Regions from separate parts of the Arabidopsis thaliana genome. Here all the other regions are linked to region 3. The links are chromatin contacts, called in public capture Hi-C maps. All regions are on one chromosome and are shown on one strand. The core of a region is the stretch at or near the end of the contact, and the rest is flanking DNA. Distances in the headings are between cores, read along the strand shown. Region 1 holds the start of YY1 (zinc finger (C2H2 type) family protein). Region 2 holds the start of AT4G06599 (ubiquitin family protein). Region 3 holds the start of AT4G06534.

What was found. Capture Hi-C pulls out chosen DNA fragments and counts their contacts.
Region 1: a contact with region 3 is called in a capture Hi-C map of seedling, with 8 times the contacts expected there. The contact joins the promoter of YY1 here to the promoter of AT4G06534 in region 3. A contact is called at or near these places in 1 of 26 Hi-C or Micro-C datasets (root) and 1 of 3 other capture datasets (seedling).
Region 2: a contact with region 3 is called in a capture Hi-C map of seedling, with 7 times the contacts expected there. The contact joins the promoter of AT4G06599 here to the promoter of AT4G06534 in region 3. A contact is called at or near these places in 1 of 26 Hi-C or Micro-C datasets (root) and 1 of 3 other capture datasets (seedling).

The regions. Positions count from the first base shown.
Region 1 is chr4:3,764,786-3,768,843 of TAIR10.1, forward strand. It overlaps YY1 (zinc finger (C2H2 type) family protein), which reads right to left and starts at 1,886. Exons shown (of 6, transcript NM_178992.4): 1 at 1,563-1,886; 2 at 1,433-1,491; 3 at 1,156-1,355; 4 at 980-1,069; 5 at 724-867; 6 at 1-292. The coding sequence starts at 1,654.
Region 2 is chr4:3,665,826-3,670,467 of TAIR10.1, forward strand. AT4G06599 (ubiquitin family protein) reads right to left here and starts at 1,722. Exons shown (of 6, transcript NM_178989.3): 1 at 1,384-1,722; 2 at 1,164-1,308; 3 at 980-1,094; 4 at 841-904; 5 at 588-753; 6 at 100-499. The coding sequence starts at 1,670. The coding sequence ends at 254. It also overlaps the pseudogene AT4G06600.
Region 3 is chr4:3,354,026-3,358,574 of TAIR10.1, forward strand. AT4G06534 reads left to right here and starts at 2,510. Exons shown (of 1, transcript NM_178980.2): 1 at 2,510-4,137. The coding sequence starts at 2,845. The coding sequence ends at 4,062. It also overlaps the pseudogene AT4G06533.

The DNA.
Region 1 (4,058 bases), core at 636-3,135, 410 kb after region 3:
CGTGTTTCCTGTAAACATCTTGGTCACTCCCGTCATCTATCTCATTCCTGTCATTGCCATTGTGCTTGTTCAGTGTGGGGGTATCCGCGTTCTCTTCTTGTAAATGCCCTGGATGTTCTCTCTTCAAGTGGAGCTTAAGCTTGTACTCATGTATGTAAGCTTTCTCACACCCTTCGTAAGGGCATGCGTATGGCCGATCCGAAGACGGGCCACAAACTGTTGCAGGTGTTTTGACAGTCCTTAATACTTTCTCTGCTGGTGGTGTATATTTGGGAGTCTCTCCACCACCATTCTGTTAAACAAGTTGTGAAATTGAGAGAGATAAGTTCTAAGATTCTTACAAATATGGATAATATAAGGGTGTAAACATGATAGAACCGATGCAAAGTTCTGTCTATGCGTCATCTACAACTTTCAACCTACTAATACAGTGTAGATACAGTAAGAAGGTAGTAGAAAATGCGACTTTTAATCAATTAGACTTCTCTACTCCAGAAAGAAAGTTAGCATCGAATGAGATTACTAAAACCTCAACGATAGTATTTACGCCTACTTCTAGCTACGAAAAACTACACCCAAGCGTAAAAACTAACCACACAAAGTGAAGTCACAAAAGCAACGTGGAGCTAGACTCTGACTAAGGAGCTGCTCTGTCTTAGCACAAGAAAAAAAACATATTTTCATGACACTCTATCGAATGAGTAATCAAATGAGTAATGATACCTTTTCATGGTAGGCAGCAACGTGGTTCTTTAGCTTGTATTCATGAGCATATCTCTTCACACACCCACTGTAAGGACATATATGATAATTCTCTTGTGAATGAGTCTTCATGTGAGACCTAAGGTTAAAATCCAACGAGAATGCCTGCATCCACAACTACAGAAAGTTACTAAAACACGCAACACAATCCCTTTGCCTAATTGCCTAATTATACACCAAATAAACTAAGCTAGTGAGAGTGATCAAAATCAATCACCTTTCCACATCCTTCATAAGTACATATATAATTTCTCTCTCCAGTATGAATAAGATAATGTCTCTTCAACTTTGAACTATCCAGAAATTTCTGTTACAAAAAACAAAAACAAGATGGCTTCAATATATCATGAAAGTGAGTGTGTAAGCCAAACCAAAGAGAGGATATTATTAAACCTTTCCACATCCTTCCTGATCACAAACATATTGTCTTTCTCCATGGATATGAGAATGTTTCCTCAATGCACTAACATCAAAGAAAGTCTTCCCGCAACCATCATAACTACAGAGAAACAAAATCTCTGTAGTTGGTTCAGGTTCAGGCTCAGGAACATCAGGCTCTTTCTCTTTTTCTTTAAGTCTGCTAAAAGTATCCTCTGGTAATAACAACAACACAATGATACAATTTAACATTCACAAACATGAAAATTAGATTAAAACATCACAATTTCACCTGTGACCCATTTGTGTAGATGACACTTTCCACCTGTAGCAACAATATCTTGTGGTACCCTAAAACAAAGGAGAAACTTTTAAGAATCTGTAATCTAAAAGACGTATAAGTGATGGAATCAGAAAAGTACCATTCTTTGATCCACTTCACAGCAGGAGCTTTGGATTTAAGGATGGGTCGTCTCTCGAAAGGATTTTGGTATTGATAATTTTGATGATCCATTGATTTATTTGGGTAAAGGTGGTTCCTTTGTGAGTTTTGAGTACGATTGAATCAGGATTTGGGGGAGATTAGGGTTCTGGGGAAAAGAACGATAGAGAAGAGAGACCTTAAGCAATACTTTGATAATGGAGTCCCGGTTCGATTTGTTACTGTGTTTATACCGGTTTATAGACCGGATTATTAACCAGTATTTTTATTTAGTTAGTATCGTTGTTGGTTTTTACCGGTTTACATTATGTGTACCGATTTCTCTGAAAGCAAATGGGCTTTTATTCTGTCTTAAAAGGCTTCTAAATGAAATTTTTATAAACAATATCTGGTTTCGGTCGGACATGTATAGTAAGCATGTACAGTTCAAAATTATCATTTTTAACAATTATTAGAATTTAACCTACGATACACTCCAGAACTATATATTTTTAAGAAAATAAAAATTTATTCTTTTAATAAACTAAAGATATATATACTTTAATGTTTTGTATTTTCTAAATGTACAACTCTATATCTATATATTATTTATTGTATAATTACTATGTTTGATTTTTATTGTTTAAAAATATAGGAACAATAACATACAATTCATTAAGTTAAAATAGATCTGGAACTTCGGTAAAAACCGTTTGAACCGACCCGATCATAACGATATTTTCGGTTATCGGTATAAACCAAACAGAGTCCTCTTTACCAATCGGCGAAATTAATTTAAGCAATCGGATTTCGGTTCGATAATCGGTTTTATTTAAACCGAGAATATGCACCCATATATAACACTAATGAGTCATTAACCCTAATTTGGTTTCATTTTCTTCTTTGGATATGCGCCTCTATCTCTTGAGAATTCATTTTCTTCTCCGATCTAATCCATAAGCCATATAACGTTTCTTTACTTTCATCATTTCATCATCTCCTACACGCGTTTTTATTTTACAAATCATTGTTAGTAGCTCTTCTTTGATCTTTGCTCACTAATCTCTTATTTAGCACCAAAATCACGGCTACAGTCACTGGTAACTCTCTAGATTTGACTGTTCTTCATTGGCGTTTCAAGTTTTTTATACATTTTCGCAATTTTCTCAATTTAAATGATTGATTGCATATGTTTATGATTATGATATATGATAGATCTAGTCGGTGGTATAATTATTTGCAGGTAGAGAGATCGGTCGTCGCCGTCCGTTGCCGCCGTCCGTTGCGCGTGTCACCGTCAAGGCGTTAATCAATATCGAAAACCGTTGCATTTAGAGAGATTGGCCGTCGCCGTCCGTTGTAAATTTTTTCTTTATTTTAATGATGTAATGGGTTTGGGCTTTGTTTTTAGCCTGTTATCTATTTTTTTTGTAATTTGGGGTAAATAAACGAAAATAGAAAAATAATTTTTATAATTCGGAATTAATATTAAATCATATAACCAAATAACTCATATACCGATTGACCCGAACCGAAGTTAATTTCGGTTCAATTAGGCGGTTATTTTCAAAAACCAAATTTTCTCGAAACCGAACAACCTGACCCGAATAACCCGTTCTCACCGAACTCCCAAGGCTAAGTTAAAATCTAGATTATAACTAAATAATTTAAATTTCAATTATATTTTTTTTAATATTGTTTGTTTTGTTTTATGTTTAAGATAATACTAGGTCCTCACCCGCACGTACCTAGGGTGAATAATATAAAGTTTTTAGGGTTTAGTTAAAGTTATATTTTATAATTTTAGATTTGTTTTGAGAATTCTTACATCAGTTGCCATTTTTTCAATTCCTTATGCAATCTACCATATTTTCAATCCTCTTACAACTCCTACCACATTTCTTATTAAAATTACTAATTTACCCTCTATATTTATCTTCCTTATTTATCTCTCCTCTCTATTTCTCTTTCCTCTCTATTTCTCTTTCCTCTCTATTTATTTTTTCTTTCTATTAATCTCTATCCCCTTTAACCAATAAACATTATATTTCTTGAGACTAAACAAATAACTTTTGTTTTTGTCTCCAAATCTTATCCCCGATTTGAAAATTTTCTGTTATATCTAGATTTTGTCCCCGATTTCACCATCTTTCAAAATTATCATGAAACTCACATCTTATCCACCAATTGTTTTTCATTTAAGGATTCGAATTTTATGTAGATTTTTCAACATCTATTTTGGTCCACAGATTAGTTGAGCATTATTGTCTTCACTGACCCAGATTATTTGATTTTTTTCATTCGATTGCAAAATAACAAAAATATCAAGTTATAACATATTATCTTGTCTATCATTCGATCTGAATTTATCCCCGATCTAATTCTATCACTCATTCGATATGAACTTGTTCCCGATATAACGTATTATTAAAATAAAATTATATGCAATTGTAAACGTGTAGGTGAAGTCAATAACGTTCAACTAATCTGTGAATCA
Region 2 (4,642 bases), core at 472-2,971, 310 kb after region 3:
CTTTGTATCAACTGTCGTTTGTCTTGCTCATCTGTTTGTGTAACCAAATTCTCATCATTTATCAGAAACTTGAACACCTTAAGAAATATTTTGGTTCTGATGTAACGATAGCAAATTTAACGTTTGAAACTACTAATAAAATGTTGACCGTTCTTCCAACTCATAAAATATGTAAAGGACAAAAAGTGATAACTGAATCTCTTGGTATTTCAAGAAAACTAAACAAAAACCCGATAATATGGATGCGGCCGAGTCATTCCTGTCTGCGCCTTTTGACGTTGTCCTGTGAGAATGATTCCCATCTGCTATGGTGTAGAGAACTCAAATCACTAAGCTCAGCTATTGTCAGAAGGTACTGAGTCAGCTTCACAAGCTCTTGATCTGTATCACGATTTGCATGAGCTTTCCTAAACGGCTTGATTGTTAGACCGTTTTGAGGATTCATTACGAAATTCCTCCTTAGGTCATCAAACATTATCGTGTTACCAGGGTTATAGAACTGCACAAGTCAGGACAACACCAATCAATTACATAAAAAAAAAGATCAAGATTCATGTGTCAAATGAGGATGCATGATATATAAATACCTCAGGAAGTAGTGCCCAAATTAAGCCTAGCGGTTTGCAATCAAAAATCCCGCGAGTGTCTGACTGGACCGTGATCATTGCAAGATGGTCGAGAAGAGCCGTGACCTTGTAGTTAGGATTGTTCAGCACTCCCAGCTCTGTCATCTTCAACTCCACCCACTTCATACTGCAGAAACCAAACGGATAACTCTAGCATCAGCAGAGCTACAAAAGCTACACGAAGATTAAAATGTCAAACTAACAACAACATCACCTGGTAGCAGACCAAATCATGATATCATATTCCGCATAAGCAGCAGTAAGAAACTCATGGAGATCTACATTAAGTAATCAAAACATCAATCAAAGAAACTAACTAGCTAAAACCAAACAGTTAACAGTATACGGCTTACAAGGACGCATAAGCTGCAACGGATTCTCCGCGGTGGACCGATGATCGAACAATGTATAGTCGATATCTAAAACAAGAAGTTTCTTGCCTTGACGACATGGCGTTCGAAGATTTATCTGCACATTGTTGTATAAGCTTGATGAATCATTTACACATAGATACACACACAGAAAAAAAAAACTCACCTTGTATTGATCAATTCTTCTTCTCAACTTCTGTTTATTAACTTCTTTATCTTTAACATCAACAGCTTCTTCCTTACCAAGCTCAAAATCATCAACAATTTCAGGAGATTCAGCTTGATCTACTATTATATCATCTTCAACAGTACTGAAAAAAGTCAAAACTGATTTCAAATTAGATTCGATTTCGTTAGGGTTTTAAGAAATTGAAATTGAGACTGACCCGATCATTGTCATCTTGAGGGAGGGCTTAAAGGAGATCGAAGAGAGTAAAAGAGAATCGTCAGAGAGTTTGTTTCCGATCTTGGGATAAAGAAGCTTTTGGCGTTTAGGTAAAACGGTGGTGAGAAGGCAGATGCGACGTTTTAGCTCGGCGACTGAGTCATCGGCACAGATACGGACGGTGTACTCTTTTCCATTCCACTTAACTGTTAGAGTTAATTCTTCCTCCGTAAGAGGAGAGACCGCCGCCGCAGCACTAGGCGTCGGAGAAGAGGAAGAGGAAGCCATTTTAATTTGTTATGACATTTGGATGCCGGATTGGTGTAGAAAAGGTACTTGTGGTACTGAAATTTTCCCCGGTAACCTTAAAAAAAGATTATAAATTAACCAAGCAAATATAAGTTGTTTTGGAGAAAAAGTGTGATTCTTACATTAAACAGAAACTTAAAGGTAACATAAGTTATATTATAACAAATGTAACTACTAATAAGTGAGATGAAAAGAAAAAAAATTGTGTCTTAACATTTAATGATAACTGTTGGCAAAAAGATCAGATTAACCCACTAGGAGATAATCGACTGATCTTAATGCATTCACCATTTGCTTGAGTTATGGAACCTTGGTGTACACTATCCCAGTTCAATGAGTAGGCTAACTGCGATATAATCATCCCAGTTCAAAACTGGTGAAGAAGGCAGAGGTGGTTGAAAGTTGGCATATATGGTTGAAAGTTGGCATATACGATAAAATATTAGAAAACTTTGTGACTTATTCTCTTGATCCCACTGATTGAAACTGTTGGAGCCTTCACCATCATGCCACTTTGGAATGACCAACACATCTGATTCATTATCTAATTCAACTGGATGAGCTAAATATGGGCAGTGGCTGGCTTGGTGATTCATACAACATCAATTAGTACAAACTCTCTGAAGCTTTTCATACTTAAAATTAACCATGATCCTTTCATGAGACTCAAATCTCCCATTTAAAGAAACGCAATCGTTCAGTAATATCAAGCATAATCTTGACTCGAAGGAAGGTAATCTCCGTAGTAGTTTCTTCATTGAAATCCATAGTAACAACTTCACCTAAGTACTTGCAATAAACCCAACTGTCCACTCCGATACATAAGGTAGAGGATCCTTCTAATTTGAACCCATAAATCTATATAAGTAAGAAAATACTTTGCATGAAAATCTTCCCATCTCTGAAGTGCAATCAACCATTCATTATACACTGAGGACATTAAGTAGGTCTGCCTCAGAACGAAAGCGGAATTGAACACACCTTTCATCAAGGATACGTCCATGTACTTGTGAACCCAATCCCCACTAATAAGGTAACTCAAGTATAACTCTTCCAACACTCTGAGTTTGAGGATTAAGTATTCTTCCGAGAAGACTTAATCTATTAGTAGCCAGAGCTCCAGCATAAGCTTGATATGGAATAAATAGTTCATGGTCATCACAACCCAAGTGTATATACTAGATGTCATTCCATAGATCATCACTCATTTTTTGTTTTTTTTTGTCTTCTATGGATAAAAGCTAAAAGTTACTGAAGAAATGGAATGTAGCCCTACTAGTATATATACTAAGGAATCGTTTAAGGAAATAACCTTAAATATAAAACTATCCAAAAGGTCAAAAGGACTCAACCTAAGGAAAATTGAATAAAAAGCATAATCCCCACCTCTTAACTCTAAAATATCTATGACTTGTGTTTTTTTTTTCCATCCTTTCAAACTAATCCCTTAAAGATATTTACGGCTAACAAGGATAATTACTGAGATACATAAATTATATGAAGATCCTTGAATTTAATTATTGCAGTATAAATATAAGAATATCTACAAATATAAAACCCTTAAAAATAAAAGGAAACTTATAGAGAAGCTTAGTACAAAAAATCATCGGCAATACTCTTTTCTTTAATGAAAAGAGTTTCCATCCATCTAGGGTAACTTTGAGCTACATAAGAATTCACTGAGGTAATACTTCTAGCTATTTTAGAAGCCCCCTGGTTACACTTATCCGATTCAAAAATCATAAACCAATTTGTCATCCCATCAACCATTGATAATAAATGAGAGATGTGACTTACAAGCGTAGACTAATCATGTGGTTTATGAAGAGCATTAATTATCTCCATTGTAGTGGCACCAAAGGTCACTCTCAACACATCCAGGCTCTTCATGCTCTCTATTGCCCTTTCCCAACTCTTAAGCTTAGCCTCAAACAAAGGGATATATATAAAATTAACCTCAAGCACTCTCTCAAATAAGATATAAATTGCAGTACTTTAGGGTCGAATTTCACAAAGTTCTTTTGTTCACACGTTATAGTTTTGAAATTAAGCTAAATCAATAAGTAATAAATGTAAAAGAAATCAAGAAAGCAGGCAACAAATTAGATTGAAGTAAATTCAGATGATTTAAGCGTCATGTTTAGTGATATTCTCAGGAAATAGATGACTAATAGATCTAGCTATGGTAAGAATTGTTATCGAACTGTTCTAGAACTCAAATCACTAATATATGATCGAACAACTCTCTTTGTATCAACTAACTAAGCCTATTAACTAGGAATCCCAACTTTTGTGCAAATCCCTAATTGCTAAACATGCACTAAGATCATGTTTGATAAGTTCACCTAAGTATAAAAACCAGACCAATCCGTATTTAAATACTCAAGCCCATCTATGATAGTTCAGATAATAGATGCCCTCTTGAATGCTACTTATTACTAAGATCAATTTCTAGTTAGATACTCTAGAATTAACATTAAGAATAATCAAGATGAAGAACTCTAAAGATAATTCTACGAGGTAGTCGATCTACTATATCATCTAAATCTGTAATAAGAAACCCTAAACCAAACAAGTAGATTACTCAGACATTATCATAGAAACTGCAAACATGTTTGAATAAGATTGCATAAAGAAAACAAAAGAAGAATAGAGTTTAGAAAAGATCTTCTCTCTACAGGGTTTTAGAATCTCTGATGAAACTCTCCAAAATCTCAAGGAGTTGCTAAAAGTGTCTAATCAACAAGTTAGGTCTAAAAAATGACCTTAAAAATCTATATATAATGATTCAAAAACGTGCAGAGACTAATAATGCAATTAGAGAAATCTTTAAGGGCAACTTGTTGGGCTCTGAGTGATGTCGATTGACACTAAGAGGGTGTCGGTCGACACTCTTGCCTTGGTAAGAATCTGAATTCGTCCTTCAAGCTTGATTTCCTCGGTTTAGCTCC
Region 3 (4,549 bases), core at 1,260-3,759:
CAAAAGGTCAAGAACACAGTGTCTGCGGAATAAAACTTAGATAAGAACTTGTCCTTGAAAATGTAAAGTACATGCTACTTATAACAAAATATTCTGAAACCCTAATACTCAAAACGACGCAGTATTGGGACGGATTAAGAACTGTACTCGACCCAGGTGGTCGTGTGAGAGGTCGAGTGATAAGCTCGAGTCTTCTTTTTCTTCCTTGTTCTCGAGTGTCTGGTTGAGTGCGGAATGAAGAAGACTCTGAAGCTGGCAGTCGAGTATGTAGTCGAGTGATAAAGATGATGGTACTCGGCTTGCTGGTAGAGTAGTGTGATCGAGTGAAGGTGAAGTGGTGGAGGTGATGATACTTGACCAGGGGGTCGAGTGGTGTGATGAGTGTCTCTCTTGGCGATACTCGACTTGGGGGTCGGGTGGTGACGTGAAGTGCTGAGGTCTTCTCCTCAACCAAGGGGTCGAGTGGTCTGTTGAAGTCGTGAAGCGTCTACTCGACCAGGGGGGTCGAGTGGTTTGACATGATCAGGTCCGCTTCTTCCAGTTAGCTCGTCAACAACTGCAAATCACCTGAAATCAACACAAATATGCAATATGCATGCAAAACTATCCTAAACATGCAAAGTGATCACAAATGATGAGAAATGATATAAAACAGTGATGATATGATGCTAAAGTGATGACAAATGGATGCTCAAAACATGCAAAATACACACTTATCACAAAGGTTTTAAAAATCCTTGTAAATTCTTTTAAAACTCTTGTAAATCTTTTAAAATGATTTACAGAGGTTTTACAAGGGGGTTTCAAGTACTTACATATGTATTTAAAGACTTTATCAAGATTTTAAAGGTTTAAAATGATTTATAAGGGTTTTAACAACTTTACATACCTTTTAAAAACTTTAAGTTTTTAAGAGTTTTTAAAGGGTTCTAAGAAAATATATAAAAAAATTTAAATGCATTTTTGGCTGGGGAAAAATTTGGCTCGGAAAACAATATTTTGGAGAAAATAAAATTTTGGCGGGAAAACAAAGTTTGGCGGGAAAATTTTCTTTTTGAGGATAATTTGGACAACATAAAAAACTATTGTTGCAATAGGGTAATAGAAAAAGGGTACTTTTGCAAATCCCCCTAATTTACATATTTAACAAATTGTGCGGCAATTGTTTTTATAATTTAACAAACCGATAAATATATACTGTGGAAAACCAAATCTCTTTTGCTTTCTAGGTTTCTTCTCTTGATGACATTGTTAAAAAAATAGGTTATCTTCGCATAAGTGTGACGACGAGTTTGGTTCGGTGCCTCCGTGGGAGACAGATCCTCTTTTTGAATCGCATGATGTTGAATGTCTTTATTTTGTGATCCTAATCTTGAAATTTTTGTTTTTAATTTTTAAAAATATAAACTTTCATTGTTGGTGATGTAGTTTTAATAACATTTATACTAATTTATAAAGTTTGAAAGATTAATACACGTCCAAAGGTATATTGTTGGCGACTTTTAAGATTATAGTATTGACATGCATTTACTTGATATGAAGGGTTAAGTTGTAAAACAAAATACCCAATTGTATTAGAATTTTCATAAGGACAATGGCAACAATATTTAGCAGTGTATTTGTTTTCCAGTCATAGCACATAACAATACCTAATTGTATTAGACTTTAGTAGCATATTTTGAACTCAAAAGTTAAGTGTTTAGTTTTGAAGGCATTTTGTTACAAAAATAATTGTAAACTTTTTGTTTAAGTATAGAGCAGCCATGGACGATTTAGTTCATTTTATTTGTTACCAAATTAAGTTGTTGTGGTCTAGTGGTTCTCATTTGAGGAGGGATTGTTGTGTTGGTTTAGGCAGTTTTCATCTTGGCTAGTCAAGTTATATAATGCTTTACACCCATTAGAAAATTTGGTGAGTAGGCTATTCGATGGCTACACTTACTTTAGAGATTAGTCGAATGGTAAAACCTTAGAATACATTTTTGGTATAAAAAAAAGGCACAACTAACAAAATAAAATGTAAAACTATCATTGCGTAAAATTGTTAATTCTGATCGCTAAACGCCATATAATATGCATCATGTATAATTTTGGAAAACCGCATTTTCTCTCTCTCATGTATCTTTAATAGTGACAAAAGCTTCATCTTTCTCTTGTTTTCATAAATCAAAATCGGATTTTTTATCTTTGTTATCTTCCGTCTAGTATGAGTGAAAGCTCAATGAAGAATCTCAAAATATTATCTGTCGACCGACAACGGGAGTTTCCGACGATAAGGTTTGTGATGAAGCGTCGTTCTCCTCACAAGAACCCAAATTGCATAACACGTGTCTTAAAACTGTCGTCCATATCTTGTACTGTTTTGTAATTAGTGGGCTTTATTAGGCCTTCCTTCGTACTGAATATCTATTTGAGTTTTATAAAAAATTTGTGACGACAAAAAATATATATACTTCATATAAAGCTGTATATGATTGAAATATTTATAGTTCTACGGTTTTCTTGTAAGCAAAAGTGTATGGTTTCACTAATGTGGTTTTGGTCTAGTGGTAAATCTTCCAAGTAAAAATACCGAATTTCGACGTTCGTTGGAAAGAATATTTTCTCCAAAATGAATTTTACAAGTTATGGTTCTCGCCTCTATAAAAAATAACGCTTTCAAACTTGAATTTCTAGATATTAAAAAATATATATATATGTATATGGTTTTCCCAAAATAATTATTATCATTATAGTTTTCTGTCTCTTGTACTTTCTATCTTCCAACCGTTTTGAACGGGTCCGACCATCACCTTCTTCTCCCTCCATCGCTCATTCTATCTTAGAAGTTATTCTATCACAGAGATGCTTCGTTGGGCCCATTTCACCGCAGGGATCGTCTCCGTTGTTGTGCTCTCTTCTCTCCTTGTAGTCTTCCTCCGTCGCTGGTGCTGTCTCCGCCGAGAGATCACCACAACCCTTAAAGCGGCCAGTCCCATTCGAAGCGATAGCTTCCAGGCTAGAATCTCAAAGCTCCACCAGACGAGCCTCATCCACCAGCTAGATACTTCCGACATCAAGCGTAGAGGAAATATCAAAAACTATTCAATCTCCAGAACCGCCACTGCCGGAGGATTCCCATCGAAACCTGGCCTATTCATCTGGACAGACCATCCGGCTTTGGTGACCGAAGCGGTCGAAAATGGGTGGACAAGGTTCGGATTCGCTGTCCATGAACCGGCTCCATTGGTGAGCGGGGCCTCCCCGGGGTCAGTTCTTCTAGGGCTTTGCACCACGGCAGGAAGCGAAGATCCTGGTGTTGTAATCTCATGGGAAGTGTCAAACGGCTCCGTGGAATTCACACAAACGATCAAATTTAATCAAGCGTTCAACGAGACGGTCAACGCAAAAAAACACTTGATGATTCTCCGAGCAGGTTTACCACTTCCCGGACCACAACTCATAAGTTCTGCTTTCCCACAAGAGGCTTACTTTGAAATAACAATCCTCGAAATCACCCAACACCACAGTGGTGAGGCTGGTGACGTAGGTTGTGACTTAGTGGAAGGTGAAAAAACTAAGTTGTTCAAGAACCAAGGACTAAAACTTGTCAAAAGAAGTGAATGGGATGGAAAAAACGAAGAAGCCGTTTTGTCTCTAGGACTAGCGACTGGTGGTTCCTTCGGCGCGGGCGAGACACGACTACCAGGAAAATTCCCGGCTTCTATTGGGTTCCAATCGGACGGTGCCATCTATCTCGATGGTACGTACTTATTTGTCTATTTGCATCATTTAGTTTCATTATCCAATAATGGATCTTCAAATTTTTTACTTCTGAGAAAGTCAAAGAAATTTTGTGGAGAAAGTTTTTGCAAAAAAGTAAACGGTAATATAGTAAAATATATGAAAATTGGCTGTCCTTTGAGAATTTATATATTTGGTAATGAAAAATGGAGACCCACTAAGGAATATAAACGTCGTGGTACAAACCAACCTTCCACGTCATCTAGAAGCCCCAATTCGTATCACACGTCATTGCTTTGGTTGATTAAAGACAAACAAGGCAACAACTCTTTTTATTAGAATATGATCCTCGCTCTGCGTTGACTTTTGCTTCACTGATTTTTCATTTTTTGTTTTGTAAGAATTATTCTTTTGTTTTGTGTCACGCTGTACTGAAAATTAAAATATCTATATATACGTTTTTCAGCTATTTTAACAAATAAATTCTCAAATTAAAACTTATTTACCAAAAAAAACTATTCATATTAATTATTATTAATTAATTAATATTTTTAATTATTAGCATTTATTTTTATATTATTATACTTTATTAAATCTAAAAAGGAGAAATCTTAAGATTTTATTAATATAATATTTTATTAAAGATAATAAACTTTAAAGATAAATATTTAAAGTTTATAAAATGTTTAGAATATTTAACAAAAAACGTTTAGAATATATATAATAAATAAAATCTATAAAATTAAATAACCATTTCAAAAGAAAATTTTTAAATTGATTTGAATTATAAATCTTTTAATAAAAATTTTTAGAACCAAAAAAGAAA